3 separate regions of the Sus scrofa genome follow, and all the other regions are linked to region 3. The links are chromatin contacts, called in public Hi-C and HiChIP or PLAC-seq maps. All regions are on one chromosome and are shown on one strand. The core of a region is the stretch at or near the end of the contact, and the rest is flanking DNA. Distances in the headings are between cores, read along the strand shown. Region 1 overlaps FGL1 (fibrinogen-like protein 1). Region 2 holds the start of MTUS1 (microtubule-associated tumor suppressor 1). Region 3 overlaps MTUS1 (microtubule-associated tumor suppressor 1).

Region 1 (3,300 bases), core at 627-3,126, 110 kb after region 3:
AAAAAGTCCTTCCCCAGAAATACCTGTCATCTGAAAAATGCAGAAAATTTCACCTAAAAAACGAAGGGAGTTTCTTTTGTGGCTCAATGGTAACGAAACTGAATAGTAGTATCCATGAGGATTTGGGTTTGATCCCTGGCCTTGCTCAAGATCTGGCAAGGATCTTAAAGGATCTGGCATTGCCATGAGTTTGTGGTGTAGGTCACAGACGAGGCTCAGATCTGGTTTGCTGTGGCTGTGGCACAGGCTGGCAGCTGTAGCTCCGATTCGACCCCTGGCCTTGGAACTTCCATATGCTGTGGGAGCAGCCCTAAAGAACAAAACAAAACAAACAAACAACAACAACAAAAAAAAAAACAAGGAAGAGGTCTAAAGCTTCTTTTAGAGCTTTCCTTTTCCCCAAAAAAACAAACCCTGTAGCATATAGCCAAGTGTTATGTGGAACCCAAATACATAAAATAGATAAAAACAGCTGTGTCAGATGAAAAAAAGAAAAAGGGAAGCTTTCATAGCTAAACATTAAACCATCTTCTTTATTGCTTGGAGTAATGTCCTATCTGTTGAGTTGTCATTTTCCCCAAATAATTTTGTGCTGGTAAAACAATAGATTATGTACTATACAGATGGATCTTGATTTTATGGTTTGCAGTCTTTCTGAAACTATACATCTTGGGCAAATTGGTGAAGCTGGTACTTTCAAGAACAACCCCTCTTCTACCTTTTCTCTTTTTTTCTTTTTAGGGCCACATTCACGACATATGGAGGTTCCAGGCTAGGGGTCAAATCAGAGCTGCAGTTGCTGGCCTACGCCACAGTCACAGCAACTCGAGATCTGAGCTGCATTTACAACCTACACCACCACTCACAGCAACGCCAGATCCTTAACCCACTGAGCAAGGCCAGGGATTGAACTTGCATCCTCATGGATACTAGTCAGATTCGTTTCTGCTGTGCCACAATGGGAATTTCTCTTCTACCTTATCTTAAAGATACTGTATATTTCTTGGTGGAAACTTTTTTTTTTGTACGATGTCTGGCATTTAGCATTATTGCTTTACATTATACTTTGCTTTCTTGGCCACAGTATATAATTACCTGATATAAATAAAAGTATATTTATGTTTCAGAAAGTGGTAAAGTTTAATAAATAATTCTCTAATGGTAAATTTTCAGAGAGATTTTTTTTATACTGGGGTCTTCCTGATGTTTTGACTTCAGGTAAACCAGTCCAATTTCCTTCTCCCACATTTAAACTTCTCAAATGACCTATCCTCTCTAACTGCTATTATTTCCTGCCCTATGCCTATTCTACCCACTAGTCTATTGAAATAGACTCTTCTGTCTTTTTAAGGCATTAACATTCTTTTTCATTCCTTCTGCATTGAAAACTATTATACTGAGATTTATGTAACACTATACTTACTTAGCTCCCCTCCTACTTCTCTGTAAAATCATTTTTTTCTCCTTTAAAAGCTTTTCTTCTTTTGATCTCCTAATTACATGAGGTCTTCATGCTACTGCTTGAGCAAAATAATACCCATATCTAAAATTGCCTCTGGTGCTCCATTATTTATTCCTCCCCAAGATCTATGGAACACCATTCCCACAAGACTATATTAAAAAAAAAAATCAGGAGCCATGGCACTTCTTTTGCCCATACATTTTAGCGATTATAAAATTAAATATTCTCCTTCATTATTTTACTTTCAGAGAGAATAACTGCACAACACAATTCTGGCCATTAAGGCCTAAGCTGAAGCCCGTTGACCCTACACGCTTCTTTCTGCTTTCAGCATGGCCTCGGAGCAAGAACTGCAGCAATGGCTTATGATCTTGAAGAAAGGGCAATGTGAGCTGCAGGGGTATCAGCTTCCATGTTGCAGAGCCCAGAACCGAGGCCAGCAACCTCCTACCTCCTGAGTTCTTGTTACATAAGATGAACAAATCCCTGTTTGTCTGGACCTCCAAATCAGGTGATTTATATTTTGCAGCTGAACCACTCCTAATCAGACATAAAATGCAACAGCGGTTCCCCCTCATCTGTGGGGAATACATTCAAAGACCTTCAGTAGTTGCTGAAAACCGTGGTCAGTATCAAACCCTATATAAACTGTGTTTTTTCCTGTACATACATACCTATGATAATGTTTAATTTATAAATCAGGAACAATAGGAGATTACAATAACTAATAATAAAAAAATACACTGTAATAAATAATAAATACACATTATGGAATGTGGTCTCTTTCTCTCTCTCCCTCTTAGAATATTTTATTCTACAAATCCAGTGCCTTTCCCATCTTAACTGAGCACTCACAATGCACCATGATGGTAACTTTTGTAGTGTGAGGTGAAATAGCAAAACTAGCATAAATTTCTTTTTTCCTCCTTTACATTTTCATGGGGGGGGGAATGATTCATTCTTACCATAGATGTTGACAACTTCAGCATAGGATTTTTCTGCATTCCTTATCACTTTGAGAGCTTCACCTTTTCACTTAAATGAAGCACTTTATGGCTCCTCTCAGGTATCTCTGAATTGCCAGCATCATAACTCTTGCACTTTTGGGCCATTATTAAGTAAAATAAGAGTTCCCTGCAATACACAACAGCTGATCTGATAATGTGGTTGACTACTAAGTGACTAACAGGTGGGATATGCTGGGAAGTTTCACCGCCTGGGTGGGACTGGGAGAATGTTCTCGAGATTTTATCCTGCCACTCAGAAGTTGCTAATTGAAAACTTACAATTTTTTTTTTTTTTTTTTAGGGCTGCACTTGTGGCATGTGGAGTTTCCCAGGCTAGGGGTACAATGGGAGCTACAGCTGCTGGCCTACACCATAGCCACAGTAACTTGGGATCTGAGCCACACCTGCAACCTACACCACAGCTCTTGGCAATGCTTGATCCTTAACTCACTGAACGAGGCCAGTGATTGAACCCGCAATCTCATGATTCCTAGTGGATTCGTTTCCGCTAGACCCCGATGGGAACTCCATCCCTCATATTTGAATACATATATGCCTTTATACAGTTTCATCTCCCATTTATTTCACTTGTTCATTAATTCACATTTATTTATAGAGCAGTTGGCTTGAGAAGAAAGGAACATTCTTTAGCATCAAGAAGGAAGGAAGTGAGAATGTGCAGAGATACAGGATTGATTTTGTATGACTTTTGACAGTTTCTTTCTTTCTTTCTTTCTTTTCTTTTTTTTTTTTTTTTTTTTTTTTTTGTCTTTTTAGGGCTGTACTCATGGCATATGGAGATTCCCAGGCTAGGGGTCGTATTAGAACTAT
Region 2 (3,573 bases), core at 538-3,037, 76 kb after region 3:
GAAGGAGTAACTCTTTTTTTTTTTTTTTTAAATTCCCCTCCCTCCTTCCTTCCACTCCCAACACGTCCACGCCCTTCCTCCAGCCCAAGGGCTGAGGATTTAATGTCAAGATGACTGAATTCATATCACCTGGCAAGACAAACGCTTTCATCTCCCCTGTTTTGCACAAGCCTTTATTTAAACAAACTAAAAACACACTGAATTTCCTTTCTTACTACACTAACTGCTTGAAACACACAGTAGTTAATAGGGCATATGAAACTTTATGCAGGCTAAATGAAGAATTAATCTCTCCATTCCTACTCCAAAATAACTTAGCCCAAGTCAAAATCAACAAATAACAGTAGAAAAAGAAGAGGACAAAGATTTATTTAAGGTAGGTAAACACACAAGTCCATTAATTAGAGTGGTGAAGAGTGGATTTTTCTAAAGCACTAGAAGAGCACAAGGGCACTGCAGGAAGTAATAAGACACGGACAGAGGACCTTGGGAATTGCAGCAACTGCATTAATGCCATATTTTCAGCCCTGATTGCTTATGCTGAGAACTGGCCCAAGCGAACCGCCCAGAGAGAAGGCTGAGACTGCCGGGCCCATGCAGGTCAAGTGTCCGGTGGGTGGCTTCCGGCTGAGGGTACCTGGATGTCAGTCTGCATAACTTACTCGAAGGTAAACCCCTTCGGTCACTTTCAAGGTGACAGCTACCAGATCTGCATCCGTTCCTTTCTCAGGAACTGCCCTGCCTCCACGTGAGACCAGCCCTCCGCAGCCTCCACCTCTTCAACTTTTGCACCCAAGGTTCCAAAATACCTGCCCCCTCCCTCAAAGCGAGTCCTGTCACCCTGTGAGGGTCGCGCCCGGGATCCCCACAACGCACAAGCTGGGCAGCCACACTTAACCCCGCACTTACCCGCAGCGCCTCCGAGCCAACCCCAAGCCCTCCGGGAAGCCGAGACGCAATTCGGGAGACCAGCACTCAGAGGCTGGGCGCCCTTTGGACCGGCGGCGAAGGTGCGCCAGGCCCACCCGGGAGGCCCGAGGTGCAATCAGTGTCCGACGGGCAGTGTCCTGGGGACCCGCTTCTCGCCCCCCACCCCCACCCCTGCCCACACGCCGGCCGCCACCGCAGCTGCCAGGCGGGAACCCGGAGTCCGGGGCGCCCCAACCTCCGCCTCTCAAGCCTCGGGGGTGGAGCCAGGGCGGGGAGTTCGGGAAACTTGTAAATAGCAAAGCTCAACCGCCTCTGCCCCCACCTCCCTGTGCGCCCCCCCCCCCCCCCCCGCAGCACCTTTCAGGAGGCCCAGCCTGAGCGTCGCAGCTGGAGACAAAGGCCAGGCGGAGGCCAGGGGATGCCTGCCCCCCGAGAAACTTGAAAAAACGCGCAGGGCTGTACCTCGGGACGCCAACCCCGGAGGCTACCGCTGCGCTGCGCTCCGCTCAGCTCGGCAGGTTGGCGAACTCTGCTGGCCTGTAGGCTCCCTCCTCTCGCGCTCCCGGGTTGGGATCCCAATGCCGCGCGCGCTCCGGGGCTAAGTACCTACGCGCCCCACGCCCTCCGCGTCCGCTCTGGTCCGAGATGCACCTGTTGCCACGTGCACTCCGGACCCGGGGCTGCTGCCTGCGCACCTGGCTGAACCATAGGTTCCAGACCACGCAGGTTCCCGCAGGCGACTTGAGCCTGGCGGTGCACAGACCTGGGGCCCCAAACCTGGCCGGCTGCCGAGAGGATCTGCCTTCTGCTCTGCTCTTGCCACCTGTGTTTTCCTGCGAGCTCTGTCTTCCCGCTAGCGACGGGGCAGGGCCGAGAGGGCGGGCAGGGTAGGGGTAGGAGGGGGAAGTTTGGCAGAATTATCTGGGCGGAGGTTTGCAAGGAACCAGCGGTGATTGCCTCTTCAGAGTGTCCGACTCCCGCTCAGTATTGTCTTCGTGCTCCTTAGAGATTTGCTAGCAAACACCTATTAAGGGTTAAAGCAATGAGTTCCCGCTGTTAGATCTTTGAATAAAAAGTGGAGAGGAGAGTAGAAAGCCTGGAGAGAAAAAGCCGGACCCACTTTTCTCTAAACACAAGTCCCTCTTTTTTGCTAAACTCAACAGATTTCATTCATAGCTATTAGAACTATAAAATATTTTCATCTATAGGAATAGTTTTAATACAATGCTTTTCCAAAGATGCTAGTCCACCTATGAGATGTAACATTATTGAACCTTTAAATGTCAGTCAACCTGAGTCCAATTTTTTTTTTTTTTTTTTTTTTTTTTAGGGCCGCACAGGCGGCATAAGGAGGTTCCCAGGCTAGGGGTGGAATCAGAGCTACAGCTGCCGGTCTATGCCACAACCACAGCAACGCCAGATCCCAGCCAGGTCTGCAACCTACACCACAGCTCACACAAGGCAGGATCCTTAACCCACTGAGCGAGGTCAGGGATGGAACCCACAACCTCATGGTTCCTAGTTAGATTCATTTCTGCTGCGCCAGGATGGGAACTCTGCTAAAAGCTTAAGAGAATACCGTAACTGATAAAAATTTTCTGTGCTATCAATATCAGATCAACTAAGGTATATGTTGCCATTTACAGTGGTAAAGTGTTTTCATGTCTACAACATTCCATCATTTCCTCAACAAGACCTAGGAGTTTACAGGTCAGATTATTACTTCCATTTTTTCAAGTGAGGAAACAAGCTCAGAAAGGTCAAGTGCATTTGCTCAAGGTCACACAGCCAGTGAGGGGCAAGTGCAAACCCGGTAGACCCAACTCCTAATCTTTTTATTGTTATCACCTGATGACAATTCTTTGGGATTATTTGAAAAGAGATGCAGCATTAAACACCATTGAGTGGTTCTCCCTTATGCAAAAGCACCAAAAAATAAACTAACACAAAACAAAGCACTTTTGTTTCTGCAAGTCATGAGGCAAATATGCTAATTAGCAACATGCCTCCTCCCTAAGCAGAATACTCCTAGTGTTAAACATATCATTTAATCTTTATAACCCTGTTGTGACCCAGATGACTTGGTCCAACCCCCTCACAGTTCTATTGTGTGGCTTAGTTATATCTATAAACATAGAACCTGTTTTGCTTCATTTTTTCGTGGTATAGATTGAAGAGGGAAAAAAAAACAGAGAACAAATAAGCCCTCTCCTAAGTATTTAGAAGCAACTTTTGTGGCCACAGGGGAATTGAAACTTAGCTTCTAATTGCATCCACAGGAAAACATAAGTTACCTTCTAGGGACATCATCTGGGACTCTGTCAAGGCAAATATGCTTGAAATGGGGCCTGCTGACTTTCTCTCCATCTTGGTTCTGGGCATGTGGCCATGTTCTTGATCTCTGAACTCTAGTGTTGACCTGCTACAGACTCCGGGAACAATTCTAAGGGTGATAATAACCCTACATAATTTTGTGGCGGTTTGTCCAAAAAAAATTTTTTTTTAAACACACAATTTTATTTCTCCATTAGAAAAATGCAAATTAAAACTACACTGAGACCATTTTTCACTTCTCAGGTTGACAAAGATTAGAAAGTTTTATAATCCTAGCGTGTTGGCAAAAGTGTGGAGAAGCAGGCAGTC
Region 3 (3,262 bases), core at 726-3,225:
AAGACAGAAAATAATGGGTCAGCAAGGACATAAAGAAATTAGAACCCTACACATTGATGCTAGAATAGTAAATTGGTGTAACTTTTGTGAAAAATGGTATGCTCAGTTCCTCAAAAAATTAAAAGTAGAACTACCTTACGATCCAGCAACTCAACTTCTGGGTATTTGCCCAAAAGAACAGACAGTAGGATCTTGACGAGGTATTTGCACACCCAAGTTCACCACATTACTGACAATTGCCAAAAGGTGAAAGCAACCCGAGTGTCCACTGACAGATGAATGAACAAACAAATATAATATTATTCAGTCTTAAAGAAGAGGGAAATTCTTATATATGCTACAATGTGGCTGAACCTAAGGACATGTTAAGTGAAATAAGCCAGTCAGTCACAAGAGGACAAATACTGAATGACTCCTTTTATACAAGGTACATAGAGTAATCAAATTCATAGAGATAGAAACTAGGTTGGTGGTTGCCAGGGACTGAGGGAAGGGGAGGATGGGGAGTTAGTGTTCCATGGACAGAGTTTCCACTGGAGAAGATGACAAGTTCGGGTAGTGCTGGCTGCACAGCAATGGGAATGACCTTGTTTACACTTAAGTTTTCTAAATGCCAAATTTTATGGAACATATATTTTACTACAACTTTTTAAAGTTTAAAAAATAAGAACAAGAGATTTGTGCTACTAGTTATTATTATAGGATACTATAAAATAGTAAAACCATCTGTTCATGGCATAAAATTATATTCACCAGTTAATAAACTGGTGTATCAATCTCAGAAATAGAAAACTGCAGAATAAGACAAGGGAGATATTTCAAGTCGGTGAAGACATTTATGTGTGGTATTAAGATATCTGAATTTTTAAACTATTTAAATTTGAGAAGCAGCATGGTGTGGTGTGTTAAAAGTCAACGATCTGGAGGCAGACCACCTAGGTTTAGAACAGCTCCACCATACACTGGCCGGGGTGGGGGGCGGGGCTCCTCCTCCTCTCTGTGCCATTTGTCATGTGTAAGATTGGGGGTGATCACACGGCTATTTATTTCATAGGTGCTTGTGAGAGTTCCATGGGTTTATATTTGTAAACACTTAGAATAGCACCTGCCTCACTATGATATATAAATATTAGCTCCTAGTTCTCAACGTATGCCCCAAAGACATTAAAATTAGAATAAAAAGGGTTAAAACAAAACCATCAAATTAACCATAACGATAGAGACCAATCTTCTCTTTCAGTAGAGACGGTCTTGTGAAGCATAAAAACAGAAAAAAAAAATTAAAAGATGTGACTATAAAAATGGAAAAAAAAAATCACCATATACAAAATCAGAAGTCATACAGTAAAACACAGGACAAAGGACAACAGACAATTATCAAATTAATAACAAAGAATCATACGTACCCCCAAACAGGGTAAGCAAAAAAAGCTCTAAATAAGAGAGTAAATTAGGAGTTCCCGTTGTGGCTCAGCGGTTAACGAATCTGACTAGGAACCATGAGGCTGCAGGTTCGACCCATGGCCTTGCTCAGTGGGTTAAGGATCTGGTATTGCCGTGAGCTGTGTGTGGTGCAGGTTGCAGATTCGGCTTGGCTTGGATCCTGCATTGCTGTGGCTGTGGTGTAGGCTGGCGGCTACAGCTCTGATTCGACCCCTAGCCTGGGAACCTCCATATGCCACGGGAGTGGCCCAAGAAATGGCAAAAAGACAAAAAGACAAAAAAAAAAGTAAATTAATATAGTCAGTACAATTTTTTTTTTTTTTTTTAGTTTAACCTTATCATGTCTAACATCTTTCCCGGCTCCCCAAGAGTCATTCCTAACTTCCATTTCCATTACTCACACCTTACGAAGGGTTTAAAAAGCCCACTACTTTCATTCCCAACCTTTCTTCAAATTGGAGGTGACCTCTGCGATCTGGTCTGCGCCAGGAAGATGAAAGATGAGCCTGCCAGGGGTGAAGTGCTGAATAAGGTCTTTCCCCCCTGGTAAAGGTAGGCAGGCATGGCAGGAGGGCCCTGCTCTGGACACTGTCCATCCCTCACTCCCAGCCTTTGGGCTCAACAGCAATAGGACTTAGCACTTGGAACTCTTAGCGACCATATTTTAACTGAAAAGTCACCGACAACAGCTGAGGCAGGACAAGAGGATGGACAGAAAGATGATGTAATTGACTCACCAACCCAGGAACTGCCTATCTTCAGCTTCCTGTTAAAGAAATATACAACCTTCTGGTTTAAACCCAACTGTGTATTCAACTACCGTATTCTTGCATCAGCAACACTTGATGCAGTGGATTCCTCCTCTCTCCTTGAACAGCTTTCTTCACTTGTCCTCCTGAACACCCCTCTCGAGGGACTTTCCTTCTGCCTTCCTGCCTATTATTCCGTCTTGGTCTCTCTGTAATTTCTCTTTACCTCCCTAGCCCTTTAAAGCTTCAGAGGACTCCAGAGGTAGTACAGAGTACACCATGGAGTTCCCCGAAGGTGAACAGGTGCCCTTGACCTGTTCTCTTTCTCCACTCACTCTGGGTGATCTCACCCAGTCTAGTGGCTTTAATACATCTAAATGGTGGAGTTCCCGTCGTGGCGCAGTGGTTAACGAATCCGACTAGGAACCATGAGGTTGCGGGTTCGGTCCCTGCCCTTGCTCAGTGGGTTAACGATCCAGCGTTGCCGTGAGCTGTGGTGTAGGTTGCAGACGCGGCTCGGATCCGCGTTGCTGTGGCTCTGGTGTAGGCGGTGGCTACAGCTCCGATTCAACCCCTAGCCTGGGAACCTCCATATGCCGCGGGAGCGGCCCAAGAAATAGCAACAACAACAACAAAGAGACAAAAGACAAAAAAAAAAAAAAAAAAAAATACATCTAAATGGTGATGAATTCCAAATTTACCTCCCTAGACCAGACTTCTCCTATGCACTCTTGCCTTGTACATCCAACTTTCTACTCTATACCTTCACTTCTGTATCTATCACTCATCTCAACTTGACGTCTGTACAACTGAGATGGTGATATCCAGACTGGAGATCCCACCATCCATATCTCCATCATCCTTCCCCCTTCAGCTCATGGTAACAGCATCCTGCCACTGCTCACATCAAGATGATTCCAGTCATCTGACTCCTCACTGCTGCTCTCACCCCTCATCCCATCATCAAGTCCCTTTGGCTTTCTTTTCAACACATACATCTAGAATCTGGCCCCGCTCTAACCCCCCACCCCACCCCTCCACAATCCTGTGGAAGCCACAATCTCCTGCCA

What was found. Hi-C and Micro-C count contacts between places; a contact is called where the count stands out from the background. HiChIP or PLAC-seq counts read pairs in DNA pulled down with a chosen protein or histone mark.
Region 1: a contact with region 3 is called in a Hi-C map of skeletal muscle, with 5 times the contacts expected there. The contact joins two enhancer-like sites. A contact is called at or near these places in 16 of 47 Hi-C or Micro-C datasets (alveolar macrophages, embryonic fibroblasts, fetal heart ventricle and 6 more) and 1 of 2 datasets of contacts at active chromatin or transcription factors (skeletal muscle).
Region 2: an H3K27ac HiChIP or PLAC-seq map of skeletal muscle shows a contact between it and region 3. The contact joins the promoter of MTUS1 here to the enhancer-like site in region 3. A contact is called at or near these places in 1 of 5 promoter capture datasets (liver), 8 of 47 Hi-C or Micro-C datasets (adipocytes, fetal heart ventricle, fetal skeletal muscle and 4 more) and 1 of 2 datasets of contacts at active chromatin or transcription factors (skeletal muscle).

What each region holds. Positions count from the first base shown.
Region 1 is chr17:5,543,880-5,547,179 of Sscrofa11.1, forward strand. It overlaps FGL1 (fibrinogen-like protein 1), which reads right to left. Exons shown (of 8, transcript XM_021077952.1): 8 at 3,052-3,300. Among named protein-coding and RNA genes, the nearest start is that of MTUS1, 38 kb to the left of the region's middle. Within about 2 kb of position 1,877, at least 1 of the 83 cell types and tissues checked has an H3K27ac peak or open chromatin away from gene starts, as enhancers often do. A contact at or near this core is called in skeletal muscle, where this site is marked.
Region 2 is chr17:5,505,425-5,508,997 of Sscrofa11.1, forward strand. It overlaps MTUS1 (microtubule-associated tumor suppressor 1), which reads right to left and starts at 1,788. Exons shown (of 15, transcript XM_021077995.1): 1 at 1,393-1,788.
Region 3 is chr17:5,429,051-5,432,312 of Sscrofa11.1, forward strand. All of the region lies in intron 3 of MTUS1 (microtubule-associated tumor suppressor 1), which reads right to left. Among named protein-coding and RNA genes, the nearest start is that of MTUS1, 77 kb to the right of the region's middle. Within about 2 kb of position 1,976, at least 3 of the 83 cell types and tissues checked have an H3K27ac peak or open chromatin away from gene starts, as enhancers often do. A contact at or near this core is called in skeletal muscle, where this site is marked.